Regions from separate parts of the Sus scrofa genome. Here region 2 is linked to region 1. The links are chromatin contacts, called in public Hi-C maps. All regions are on one chromosome and are shown on one strand. Each heading gives the region's core, a stretch centred on a gene start, on an enhancer-like site or on the middle of the called end of the contact. The rest is flanking DNA. Distances are from core to core; before and after follow the strand shown. Region 1 overlaps PAG1 (phosphoprotein associated with glycosphingolipid-enriched microdomains 1). Region 2 overlaps TPD52 (tumor protein D52).

Region 1 (6,456 bases), core at 2,532-5,031:
CTTGTTTCTGTTCTATAGATGGGTTCATTTGTGCCGTCTTCATTTAGAAGCCTTGTAACTTCCTGGGCAGCTGTCGCCCCCCTGACCCCCAGTGAGAAGGAGCGCCCTCTAGAGGCAGGACTCCTGTCTTCCGCTGCCACTTAGCCTGGTGACACCTTGGGGGAACTTGGTGTTTCTGCATTCAACTTCCTTGTCTGAAAAATGGGGGTTGGCCATGCCTTCTTTACAGGCTGGTGGCAGTGACTGAGGACAGCACTTAGCAGCGACCCAGGCACAGGCCAGGTACTAAAATGTCCTTGGCTCAGATCTGATACTCAATTTGTAGTTGTTTGTCAATAGCTGTGATTTGCTGCTAGTGATGCCTTCTTAGCATAGACTCTCATCCATTCCTTTGCAAGTGGACTTACGAGTGCTTACAAAGTTTAGTGAGAGCCAGTCCCCAAAATATTAAGTCACAGACTCAGAATAGATAGCTGTTTATGAAGGTGACCATAAATACATTCTGTTAACTGTGTTCATCTTAAACACTCTCACAGAGAAGCAGGTCTGAGGAGTGGACACATAGGTGGGGAAGAGGCAGATGACATTGTTGTAAAGCTGTAATAAACACTTTACACTGTTCTGGCCGAAAAAAGGAGAATCCAAATAAGCCTTGATTGGCGTTCCCGTCGTGGCTCAGTGGTTAACAAACCCGACTAGGATCCATGAGGACAAGGGTTTGATCCCTGGCCTCGCTCAGTGAGTTAAGGATCCAGCGTTGCCGTGAGCTGTGGTATAGGTCGAAGATGCGGCTCGGGTCCTGTGTTGCTGTGGTTGTGGTGTAGGCCAGTAGCTGTAGCTCTGATTCGTTCCCTAGTCTGGGAACCTCCATATGCCACTGGTGTGGCCCTAAAATGACAAAAGACAAAGAAAATAAATAAATAAGCACTTATTTATTTGCTGTGGAGTACGTGGAAATTTACTTTATTTGAAGACATTAAGAATCTGTCCCCACAGGAGTTCCCGTCGTGGCACAGTGGTTAACGAATCTGACTAGGAACCATGATGTTGCAGGTTCGATCCCTGGCCTCACCCAGTGGGTTAAGGATCTGGCATTGCCAAGAGCTTCGGTGTAGGTCACAGGCACGGCTTGGATCCTGAGTTGCTGTGGCTCTGGTGTAGGCCAGCAGCTACAGCTCCGATTGGACCCCTAGCCTGGGAACCTCCATATGCTGTGAGAAGCGGCTCTAGAATAGGCAAAAAGACAAAAAAAAAAAAAAAAAAAAAAAAAAAGAATCTGTCCCCGCATATATCAAAATAATCAGACATCTGTTGCCTCAAACACTGATCAAGGCACGGCATGCTCCTGTTTTGCATTTGGGGTGAGTAAACTAAGGCCTGGACCACAGGTTGGGGTGACTTGCCGAGGGGGGCTTTGGAGTGGAGTCCAGTACACTCCACACACTCCTCCCTGCTCTGCTCAGAACCACCCCCCACCTCGCCCCGCCCCTGGACATGAGTTCACTCCCCGATTCAGGCATTTCACATCGAAACACACGTTGTTCTCTCTGCAGGAGGACGCAGCCCTCTGCCCCCATGTCACCACCTTGCAGCGACTGACGGACTCCATCAGCCTGTGTCACTTCTGCCGCCATCATGGGACCCGAGGGCAGCTTGCTGAGTGGGGGACAAATGCAGATCGTCCTGTGGGAAAGCCTGGCGGCCGTGGCCACCTTCTTCCTCATCACCTTCCTCATCTTTCTGTGTTCCAGTTGTGACAGGTGAGAGCCAGCCCTATCCACAGGAACCTACACATAACACGGTTCCCTGGACCCAGTTGATTTTCTGTACAAAAAGCTGTGAGGAATGGCCTCTCACTGCATAAACAGTCCCAGAAACTTGTGTGTTAAAATTAGCCAACTTCTGGAGTTCCCATCATGGCTCAGCAAATATGAATCTGACTAGTGTCCATGAGAACATGGGTTCGATCCGCGGCCTCGCTCAGTGGGTTAAGGATCTGGTGTTGCTGTGAGCTGTGGTGTGGGTCACAGATATGGCTTGGATCCTGAGTTGCTGTGGCTGTGGTGTAGGCTGGCAGCTGTAGCTCTGATTTGACCCCTAGCCTGGGAACCTCCATATGCTGCAGGTACAGCCCTAAAAAGACCAAAAAAAAAAAAAAAAAAAAATTAGCTGACTTCTCAGCCGCAAAGGGGCCTTGGACACTTTTTATTAGTTCAATGAAAAACCATATTTGATTTTGCTGGGGAGCAGTCAGAAGAGCCCTGTAGATGAAACTTCCCAGGAGGAAATTTTTGCTCTTCCTGATCAGAATTTATGTTGTTTTTTCCCATCTGTGGGCATTTGGAAATCTAAGACATTTAAATCTAAATCTTAATGTGCATTAAAGACACTGTTTTTGCTGCCCCTTGAGAATTACTGAGAATTTTCGTTGCTGCGTGGCTTTGGAGGGATCATTTTGTGAAAGGTTTGTAATCTAGAATTGCAGTTAAGAAAGATCTGTTTTCCGAAAAGACACTCTGTGTATAAATGCTCATCTTGTCTTTTTTTTTTTTAGAATTATACTCTCTCTCTCCCCTCCTCCCCCTTTCCTCCTCCCCTCCCCCTTCCCTCCTCCCCTCTTTGATTCTCTCATATAAAATGTATCCCGCTGCCAAAAAAAAAAAAAAGAGGTATTTTCTTGGAGAGGAGTAAAATCTTTTCTGACCAGGAGTGATTTTCCAGGTGTTCAGACATTGTTAGCAGCATGCGCAGCCCTCTTCCAGCCTCTTTCTCAATAACCTTGGAAGAGACCTGACGATTGCCATTTAAAAACTGGAGGTGAAAAAAATAAAAAAATAAAAACTGGACTTGGATGTCTGGATGTGGCTTCCAGCCCTAAGGTCTCTGTCCAGAGGGGAAAATCCGGACTTTCTGAACTCAAGTAGCCTCAGAAACCCTGCCTGGTTTGGACCCAGGCTTCCAGGGTGGGGACAGAGTCTGACTTGGCCAGGAAGCTGAAGAAATAAGAGTCTCCTTCTAGTGCAGTGTTCCCTCCCCTGCGCCTGGGAGCGCCTGCCTCTGCAATCATTTACATGCCCACTAGGTGTCACTGTTGCCTTATACATCAATGGGAGACGCACCCTCTCCTCCTGATGGCTTGCTTTAGCCTGTCCCAAGTAAAAATAAATTCTATTTTTACTCGATGGACTTTTCCATAAACTGGAAGTACTTATGACTCATCCTGAGAGCATGTACCCTTCTCAACACGCCAAAAGTTGTATTTTCTTTATTTTCACCATCTCATCCCAGTGTGTGACTTTGCAGAGACTGAATTAAGAAAAATGAAGAGACGAGAATTGTCCAGATTTCCTTAAAAAAAAAAAAGAAAAAGAAAGAAAGAAAAACTCATTCTAGTATTCTAGATATAAACAGTTTCCAGTCAGGAAACTTCCCCAGTTCTCTCCTTAACTTGTATTTTCTACTCTTGGAGGAAAGGGAGGGCGAGAGAGGTGACCAGCCCTTCGTGGGGACGTGACCCCCTCCCCCTCCAACCCGCTGCCTGCAGAGGAGGGGCAGCGAAAATTGTCTGGCTTCGGCTTCCTTGGCAAAATAAACTGGGTTCTTAAAAGGGAGATTTAAATGTTGATAAAAGTTCGGATCGGAAAGGGGAGCATATGTTTGATCTCAGATGGCAAGGAGGATGTCCCAGCGACGTTTCCTTTTCTGTTTCAGAGAAAAGAAGCCAAGACAGCACAGCGGGGACCACGAGAATCTGATGAATGTGGTGAGCCCATGTGTGCATGTCTGCCTCTGTGTGTGTGTGTTTTAAAGCATCAGCCACTTACCTCGGCCCATCCCTACAGGCTTAGGACCTGAAGGAAACCAGGAAAGGAACTCAGCTGGAGTTAACTGTCTGCCTGGGCTGTGTCCTCCTTCTGTAGGTTTATATTCACCGTGGCTAGAGGCCTGTGCCATTGGCCAGGTTTTTAGGAATTTCTGAAACATATGCACTTGTGCCCCTTCTGGAAAGATCTTCAAATGCCTCCAGCCTACCACAGGGATGTTCTGGTTTGCCTCTGCCCAGCTCCAGCCTGAGTGTGTTAGTCGGCCAGGGCTGTAGTAACAAAGGACCACAAACTGAGTGGCTTAAGTAAGAAATGTATCACCTCACATTTCTGGAGGCTAGAAATTTGAGATCAGGGTGGTGGCGGGGTTCCTCCTGAGAGCTACCATGGCAAATCCTTTCTGGGCCACTCTCCTAGCTTCTAGTGGTCAGCTGGCAGTTCCAGCGATGCTGGGTTTCTGTGTTCACTCTCACATGGCTTTCTCCGTGTCACTCTTCATACCATCTTCCCCTTCTGCATGTATTCCCTCTCTGAGTTCCCCTTGGAGCCTCACAAAAAAAGAGCCTCACCTTCACCAGTCTCATCTGCAACGATCCTATTTCCAAATAAGGTCAATTCTAAGGTTTGGGGGGCCAGGACTTACGGATAGAAATTGGGGGAGGGTACAAGTCAACCCATGACATTGGATGGTGGCTTTGGAAGATTCTCAAGACCTTTAAAATTTTAGGACAGCCCTAGGAGTTCCCGCCATGGCTCAGTGGTAATGAACCCAACTAGGATCCATGAGGATGCGGGTTAGATCCCTGGCCTTGCTTAGTGGGTTAAGATTTCAGCATTGCCCTGAGCTGTGGTGTAGGTTGCAGACGCGGCTCGGATCTTGCATTGCTGTGGCTGTGGTGTAGGCTGGCAGCTGTACCTCTGATTTGACCCCTAATCTGGGAACTTCCATATGCCGCAGGTGCGGCCCTAAAAAGACAAAAAGAAGACAGAACAGCCCTGTCCAACAGAACCTTCTACCAGGATGGACGTGTTCTGTAGCTGGAGGAGATCCGGCAACCACTGTCCCCATGGGGCTATTGAGCACGTAGTATGTGACTAGTACAGCTAAGGAACTTGAGGTTATTTCATTTCTCTTAATTTAAATCTAAGCGGGAGTAACCATTGTGGCACAGTGGAAACGAATCTAGCTAGGCTCCGTGAGGATGTGGGTTCCATCCCTGGCCTCGCTTAGTGGGTCAGGGATCAGGTGTTGCCGTGAGCTGTGGTGTAGGTCACAGATGCAGCTTGGATGCCGCATTGCTGTGGCTGTGGCATAGCCCGGCAGCTGCAGCTCCAATTTCACCCCTAGCCTGGAAACCTCCATATGCCGCACCTGCAGCCCTAAAAAGCAAAAAAAAGAAAAAAAAAAAAAAAAAAGGAAAAAAAGAAAAAGCCATGGCTGTTCCCTTCTGCCACATAGTCTGATTCTGTTGGCATTTTTGTTTTCGCAGCCTTCTGACAAGGAGATGTTCAGCCGTTCAGTCACCAGCCTGGCCACAGATGCGCCTGCCAGCAGCGAGCAGAATGGGGCCCTCACCAACGGTGACAGTAAGTTCCGCAAGAATACCAGCTTTCTAGACAGGCCTTATCACCTCAGAAAGGACTCGATTTCAGAAAATGTAGCTCAGAGTTCCTACTGTGGCTCAGCTAAGAACCTGACGTAGTGTCTTTGAGAATGTGGGTTCCATCCCTGGCCGTGTTCACTGGGTTAAGGATCCCGTGTTGCTGTAGCTGTGATGTAGTCCGGCAACTGCAGCTCCAATTTGACCCCTAGCCTGGGAACTTCCATGTGCCGCAGGTGCAGCTGTAAAAAGAAAAAGGAAAATGTAGCTCAAAAAACTAGGAAATATAGGCGTTCCCATTGTGGCGCAGCAGGAACGGATCTGACTAGGAACCATGAGGTTTCGGGTTCGATCGCTGATCCCTCTCAGCAGGTTAAGGTTCTGGCATTGCCGTGAGCTGGGGGGTAGGTCACAGATGTGGCTCAGATCCCCCGTTGCTGTGGCTGTGGCATAGACTGGCGGCTGCAGCTCTGATTGGACCCCTAGCCTGGGAACCTCCAATATGCCGCTATTGTGGCCTTAAAAAGCAAAACAAAACAAAACAGCTAGGAAATGTGGTCTTCCTCACTTTTAGTATTACTACCAGTTTTAGCAAAAATAATCTCATTGGATGAAAAATTTAATATGTATTCATTGATTTTTGTGTGCCATTGCTCTAAGATCTGTAAGTGTACTAATTCATTTATGCTAACAACTACCCTATAAGATCACTATTATTTAACCTATAAGATGACTGTTACTAACAGTACTACTGCATTGGAAGATAGGGATTATTCTCCATGATATACAGGCAAGGCAACTGAAATTGCGCTGCTGCAACAAATTACCACAAACTTCGTGCCTTAGAACAACATGGACTTATTAACTTATAGCTCTGGAGGTCCAAGTCTGAACTGGGTCTCCCTGGGCTAAAAGCAAAGTCTCAGCAGGGCTGCATTTCTTCCCCAAGGCTGGAGGGAAGAGTCCAGCTCCTTGCCTGTTCAGCTTCTAGAACCACTGCATTCCTTGGTCCTGGCTTTCCTTCCATCTTC
Region 2 (6,457 bases), core at 2,019-4,518, 960 kb after region 1:
TGAACACCATATTCTTTGATGTTTATCCAAAATACCATTGTGGGGCAACTGAGAAAGTAATGAGATCTAATCAGTGGGCAGAAGGTTCCTAAGAAGAAATCCCAGTGAAGGACCAGTTGCTGGCACAAAAAGAGATCTTTTATCAGGCACTTGAATACTCCCTTGGTACAAGCAGCCCACGTTGAAAAATGCCTTATTCGTCTTGATCTACAACCCTCATGGATATAAACGTCAATAGCTGAAGCAGAATTCTCCGAAACAAAACTTGTCCTTCCTGTGTGCAGCGCACTCTGATATTCTGTATCATTCCATTTCTTCTGTTAAAAATGCTCCTTTGGGGAGTTCCCATCGTGGTACAGGGGAAACGAATCCGACTAGGAACCATGAGGTTTCGGGTTCGATCCCTGGCCTCGCTCAGTGGGTTGAGGATCCAGCGTTGCTGTGAGCTGTGGTGTAGGTCACAGACGCAGGTTGGATCCTGCGTTGCTGTGGCTCTGGTGTAAGCCGGCAGCAACAGCTCCGATTCACCCCCCAGCCTGGGAACCTCCATTTGCCTCTGGTACGGCTCTAAAAAGGCAAAAGACAAAAAAAAAAAAAAAAAAAAAAAAAAAAAATGCTCCTTTGGATTTCACAGCCTATAAATTTGCAAAACACTGATTGCAGAATCTGGAAGACAGGCTCCATTAGGGGATGCCAGTTTTCTGTTCACTGCTTTTCCCCAGCACCTGGAATAGTGCTTGACAGCTATGGCTCAACAAATATGTGTTGGTTGAATGAATGAATGAATGAATGCACGAATGCATGAATGAAATGTAACTGAACTGGCAAAGACTAAATCACACTGCAGTTCGTTTTACAGATGTGAACACTGAGGCCAGGAGAGGTGTTGAGAAGTTCCCAAGTCCCAAAGCTTAGCCTAAGTTGGGGACTCACACTCACTCTCAGTTCTTAAGCCCTTTTTTTTTTTTTTTTTTTTTTTTTTTTTGCTTTTTAGAGTTGCACTTGCAGCATATGGAGGTTGCCAGGCTAGGGGTTGAATTGGAGCTATTGCCGCCAGCCTACAGCATCTCGGGATCCAAGCCACATCTTCGACCTCCACCGCAGCTCAGGCAACACCAGATCATTAACCTGATGAGAGAGGCCAGGGATCGAATCTGCATCCTCATGGATACTAGTCGAGTTCCTTAACCACAGAGCCATGAAGGAAACTCCCCATTTTGTGTTTTGATCACAGGAAATCTCCACCTTTTGGTATCAGATATCACAGAACAGGTTAATCATTCAAAGCTTACTCTTTCCTTTGGTCAAGGGTCTCACTGTGGGGTGGTTTGTTGATTCATCATGGGCCGCTTAGACCTGAATTGTCCATGTTGCCGTGTGGACAGCAGAGGGGTCTCCAGCCAGTGTCCATGGCTGCATTTTCTCTTCCGTTCCATGAACATCTACAAGGTAACTTCCCAAATGTTATTTATGTAGATTCACTCTTCCTCTTAAGACTTTTCTAATGTACAGAAAGATGCAGCCCTGGTTTGTTTATTTATTTATTTATTTATTTATTTGTCTTTTGTCTTTTTAGGTCCACACCCTCAGCATGTGGAGGTTCCCAGGCTAGGGGTCGAATCGGAGCTATAGCCACTGGCCTACACCACAGCTCACAGCAAGGCGGGATCTGAGCCGTACCTGCAACCTACACCTTAGCTCATGGCAATGCCGGATCCTTAACCTTGAGTGAAGCCAGGGATCGAACCTGCATCCTCCTGGATCCTGGTCAGGTTCGTTAACCACTGAGCCACAACAGAAACTCTAGCCCTGGTTTATTTAAAAAAAAAAAAAGCACTTTGGTTATTTCTAGTGTTTGAGAAAATAGGATCCATATAAAAATCTGACATTTTAGTTTTATGCTGTCCTATTTGAAATTCTAAAAACACTGAAAAATATCAAAGGGAAATCCCTTAGCTCAGAGTCCTTTTCCTTCTGTTTTATTCCTTTTCTTGATTTCTACTCTGTGTCATTCTCACTTCTTTTTTAGGGAAGTGGTTATCACTTCTTGAAAGTTTTTCATGATTGTCAAGATCTTACATAGTACATATATGGTTTACAAAATAAAAGTCGGAGCAGAATTGATGTAGAACCTTCTTATTGCTACAGAGGAAATTGAAGGATGGAATGAGTTCCCCTCTGGGGATCCCTAAGTTCCTCAGTGGTTGACCTTTCAGCACCTGCCCCTGTTTCATAGAGTGTCCTGGTTCCTAGTTTTACACTTGACTGGAGTTGAGGGGATGGCTGGCTTTGAAATAACTGACTAAAGATTCCCTCCTCTCTCTTTTTTAAAGGTGAAAGTGATTCAGGGGTCAGTGTAGGAGTCTCTGGAGGGAGCACATGAGGCATTTGAAAATTCTAAAGTCAGAGTTCTCACTGTGGGTCAGTGGTAACGAACCTGACTAGTATCCATGAGAATGCAAGTTCGATCCCTGGCCTCCACTTCTCCTGGTGGCATTGCTGGGGCTGTGGACAACAGCCTCAGCTCTGATTCAACCTCTAGCCTGGGAAATTCCATGTACTGTAGGTGCAACCCTAAAAAGACAAAAAAAAAAAAAAAAAGAAAGAAAGAAAATTCTTTTTAATTTTGTTTATTGCTTAGTGAATTTTATTACATTTATAGGTATACAACAATCATCACAAACAAATTTGAAGGTATTTCCATCCCAAACCCTCAGTGCATCCCCCATCCCCCAACCTGTTTTATTTGGAAACCATAAGTTTTTCAAAGTCTATGAGTCAGTATCTGTTCTGCAAAGAAGTTCATTGTGTCCTTCTTTCAGATTCCACATGTCAGTGATAGCATTTAATGTTGGTGTCTCATTATCTGACTGATTTCACTTAGCATGATAATTTCTAGGTCCATCCATGTTGCTGCAATTGCCGTTCTTTCTTTCCTTTTAATGGCTGAGTAATAATTCCATTGTGTATATGTACCACATCTTCTTGGTCCACTCCTCTGTCGATGGACATTTAGGTTGTTTCCATGTCTTGGCTATTGCAAATAGTGCTGCAATGAACATAGGAGCACATGTGTCTTTTTGAGTCATGGTTTTCTCTGGATAGATGCCCAGGAGTGGGATTGCTGGATCAAATGGTAGTTCTATTTTTAGTTAAGAAAGAAAATTCTAATGCTCTTCCTTAGCCATCTCTCTTCCTCCTCCACTCTTATGTGGGGAGGGTGACCTTCTTGGGCAGAAAGCTGACCGCTGCTCAGGGCCCCACTGCTTTCAGATCTGAGTCCCATTTGACTTGCAAGCTCTCTTTGTCCTTTTTCCATCCCTGCTGCCTGCCCCGCTCCCGGCCTGCAGGAATTTCCTCTTTAATGACCCGGTCACTGCCCAGTTCCTCTCCTAGGCTCCTGGCTCTTTCCCAATGGAGTGACTCTGGTTTCCTCAGCTTTCCTGTTCCTCGCCACCTCGACAGTGATGAGTTGCCTCCTTTTTCTCTCCTAAGGTTTGACTGTTCTCACCATGAGCAAGTAGGGGGAAGTGACAGATGAGACCAAGTTTCATGGCCCCATGCTCCCGAATCCCTTTGTAGATACAGACTGTTGCCTTTGGAATGGGTGGGCAATGAGATCCTGCTGTATAGCACTGGGAACTATGTCTAATCACTTCTGATGAATCTATACATGTATGTGTAACCGGGTCAAAACGCTGTACAGTAGAAAATTGACAGAACACTGTAAACACCAGCTATAATGAAATTAATTAATTTTTAAAAATAAAGATTAATTGGTGTCAAATAGCAGGTATCAGAGACCTCCTTGCGTTAAGTCGGGGGGACACTTTTGCTCCCCCCACCCCGGGTAGGCATCTGGCCACATCTGGAGAAGGTTTGAAGACAATTTTGGTGGTTATTTCTGAGTGTGGGGAGGGGCTGCTGCAGACCCTAACTGAGTGGATGCCTGGACCACCCCCAGGACGATGCCTAGGAGAGAGCCTCTCCCCCCAAGAAGGTCTGGCTCAAAATGTCCATCTTGTCACATCTGGGAAGCTTTGTCTTAAGTGGATCCTTTGCTTTTAGGGTCTCTTAAGGAGAGCCACTTTGATGTGGCCACCTCCAAGTATTCCTCCCCCTCTTCTGGATTTTGTCACATTTGGAAACAAAGAACAAGACCCAGAAAGCTGGAGCCCTGAGCAGAGACTTTGAAAGTGAAAAAAAAAAAAAAAAAAAAACCTTTATCTTGTGATCTTTGTGGATATGACCACTACAGATATTTTGAACTATATGTTGTACTGTTTTTGGTGTCCCTAGGTGAAAAAACAGAGGCACATACTTCTTGTATGTGCTTAAAGAAAAGGATCCTAGAGACACTAGTTTCTTATTCCTACTCTCATTGCCTCTTTGAAGACTACGTAAGAAAGGTGTATACAGTTTTGTTTTCCAGAGATGCTTCTAGGGCTTGATGATAATCTTACAAATTCTTTCTTGGGTAGATAGTGTTTTAACATTGACTTTAAGAGCTGGTATCCTAGACTGCTTTTCTGGCCACTTCTTTCCTCCTAACTGAATTTTCTTGGGTGTGGCTGATGTCTGTTCTTCCTGCTGTGGTGTCATTTGAGCCACACTATTCAACCCTCATGCGTTTGGCTGTGTACACACTCTCTATAAATGAAGACAGGTACCCCGCCCCAAGTCGTAGCAATCTTTTGGTAGATTATGTATGAGACAGAGTGGTATTTCTTTAGGAAAGTGACATTGGGGAGTTCCCATTGTGGCGCAGTGGAAATGAATCCGATTAGTATCCATGAGGATTCGGGTTTGATCCCTGGCCTCAGTGGTTCAGGGATCTGAGGTTGCCATGATCTGTGGTGTAGGTTGCAGATGCAGCTCAGATCCCGAGTTGCTGTGGCTGTGGCATAGGCCGGCTGCTGTAGCTCCGATTCGACCCCTAGCCTGGGAACTTCCATATGCTGCAGGTGTGGCTCTAAAAAGCAAAAACAAAACAAAGCAAAAGAAAAGTGACATTTTATGTCTGTTTCAAATAGGAAAATCCTTTGTAGGGGAAAGCAGTGCAGTGGGAAGGAAATATATAAAATGAAAAGAGAGGCAGTGTAGACAATGACGGGAGATTGGGTTCTTATCTCTCCTTCTAACTCCACAGGGTGTCTTCCTACAATTTATTTATTCAGAATGCTGCTGAGCAACTGCTGTGTGACACACACAGTGCCCCAGATACTGTACAGGGCTGAAGCTTTGGGATCAGAGCACAGGGCTAAGGGCAAATGTTTCCCAGCCTAGCAGGCTGCATTCTAAGTACAGTAGACACTGTACAGAGGGTGTTATGCCCAGAGATAGCCCGGGTTACAAGGTTCAGGAAATTCCTCTAAGAGCAGGAGACTTTTCCTACTGATGTATTAAAATGAATGGCACTTGGGAGTTCCCGTTGTGACTCAGTGGATTAAGGACCTGACATTGTCTTTGGGAGGAGGCTGCTTCAGTCCCTGTCCTCGCTCAGTGGGCTGAGGAGCTGGCATTGCTGCAGGCCGCCTCAGAGGTTGCAGATGGGGCTCAGATCCTGTGTTGTGGTGGTGTAGGCCTGCTGCTGCAGCTCTGATTCGAGCGAGCCCTGGTCCAGGAACTTCCATATGCCACAGATGCAGCTGTAAAAAGAAACAAAAAATAAATAAAATGAATGGGACTTGGAAATAAGAAGGGAATTTCAGGAAGAGAAAATAAAATGCGCAAAGCCATAAACAAGGAAAGCAGCATTTGAAAAGAAATGGTGAAGACGGTTGTACAACATCATGAATATAATTGATGCTGCTGACTTGTATGTTTAAAAATGTTTAAGATGAAGTTCCAGTCGTGGCTCAGTGGAAACGAATTTGACTAGCATCCATGAGGACACAGGTTTGATCCCCGGCCTTGCTCAGTGGGTTAAGGATCTGGCCTTGCTGTGAGCTGTGGTGTAGTTCTCAGACGGCGCTTGGCTCTGGTGTTGCTGTGGCTGTGCTGTAGGCCAGCAGCTACAGCTCTGATTCGACCTCTAGCCTGGGAACCTCCATATGCCAAGGGTGCAGCCCTAAAAAGACAAAAAAATGGACAAACAAAACAAAATTGGTTAAGATGAGTGGTCTAGGGGTTAGGAGTTGGCACTAATCATTGATGTGACTTGGGTTCAGTCCCTGGTCTGGGAGCTGTGATCCCACATCAAGCCGTTACATGCCACAGCCAAAAAAAAAAAAAAAAAAAAAAAAATTAAAGGTGGCCAATTGTATGTTATGTATGTACCATAATAAAAAATTAAATGGAAAAAATAAGTATCGGAGGCAGCTAATTTTTTCTTACTTTTTGAGTTAATACATCCCTTTAAAAATAAACATTTCCCTAAAGGAACTGCAGGTTAAAGGATGGAGTGAGAGCCCTTGGGGTGGGAGTGGGGCTGAGAGTGAACAGCAGCAGAAGATGG

The links. A called contact is a pair of places that touch in the nucleus more often than the background predicts.
Region 2: a contact with region 1 is called in a Hi-C map of embryonic fibroblasts, with 2.2 times the contacts expected there. The contact joins two enhancer-like sites. A contact is called at or near these places in 9 of 47 Hi-C or Micro-C datasets (embryonic fibroblasts, fetal heart ventricle, fetal skeletal muscle and 5 more).

Annotation. Positions count from the first base shown.
Region 1 is chr4:55,589,995-55,596,450 of Sscrofa11.1, forward strand. PAG1 (phosphoprotein associated with glycosphingolipid-enriched microdomains 1) reads left to right here. Exons shown (of 9, transcript XM_021089173.1): 4 at 1,554-1,760; 5 at 3,712-3,763; 6 at 5,315-5,411. The coding sequence starts at 1,636. Among named protein-coding and RNA genes, the nearest start is that of PAG1, 140 kb to the left of the region's middle. Within about 2 kb of position 3,782, at least 20 of the 83 cell types and tissues checked have an H3K27ac peak or open chromatin away from gene starts, as enhancers often do. A contact at or near this core is called in embryonic fibroblasts, fetal skeletal muscle and skeletal muscle, where this site is marked.
Region 2 is chr4:56,552,758-56,559,214 of Sscrofa11.1, forward strand. All of the region lies in intron 1 of TPD52 (tumor protein D52), which reads left to right. Among named protein-coding and RNA genes, the nearest start is that of MRPS28, 52 kb to the right of the region's middle. Within about 2 kb of position 3,269, at least 17 of the 83 cell types and tissues checked have an H3K27ac peak or open chromatin away from gene starts, as enhancers often do. A contact at or near this core is called in embryonic fibroblasts, fetal skeletal muscle and skeletal muscle, where this site is marked.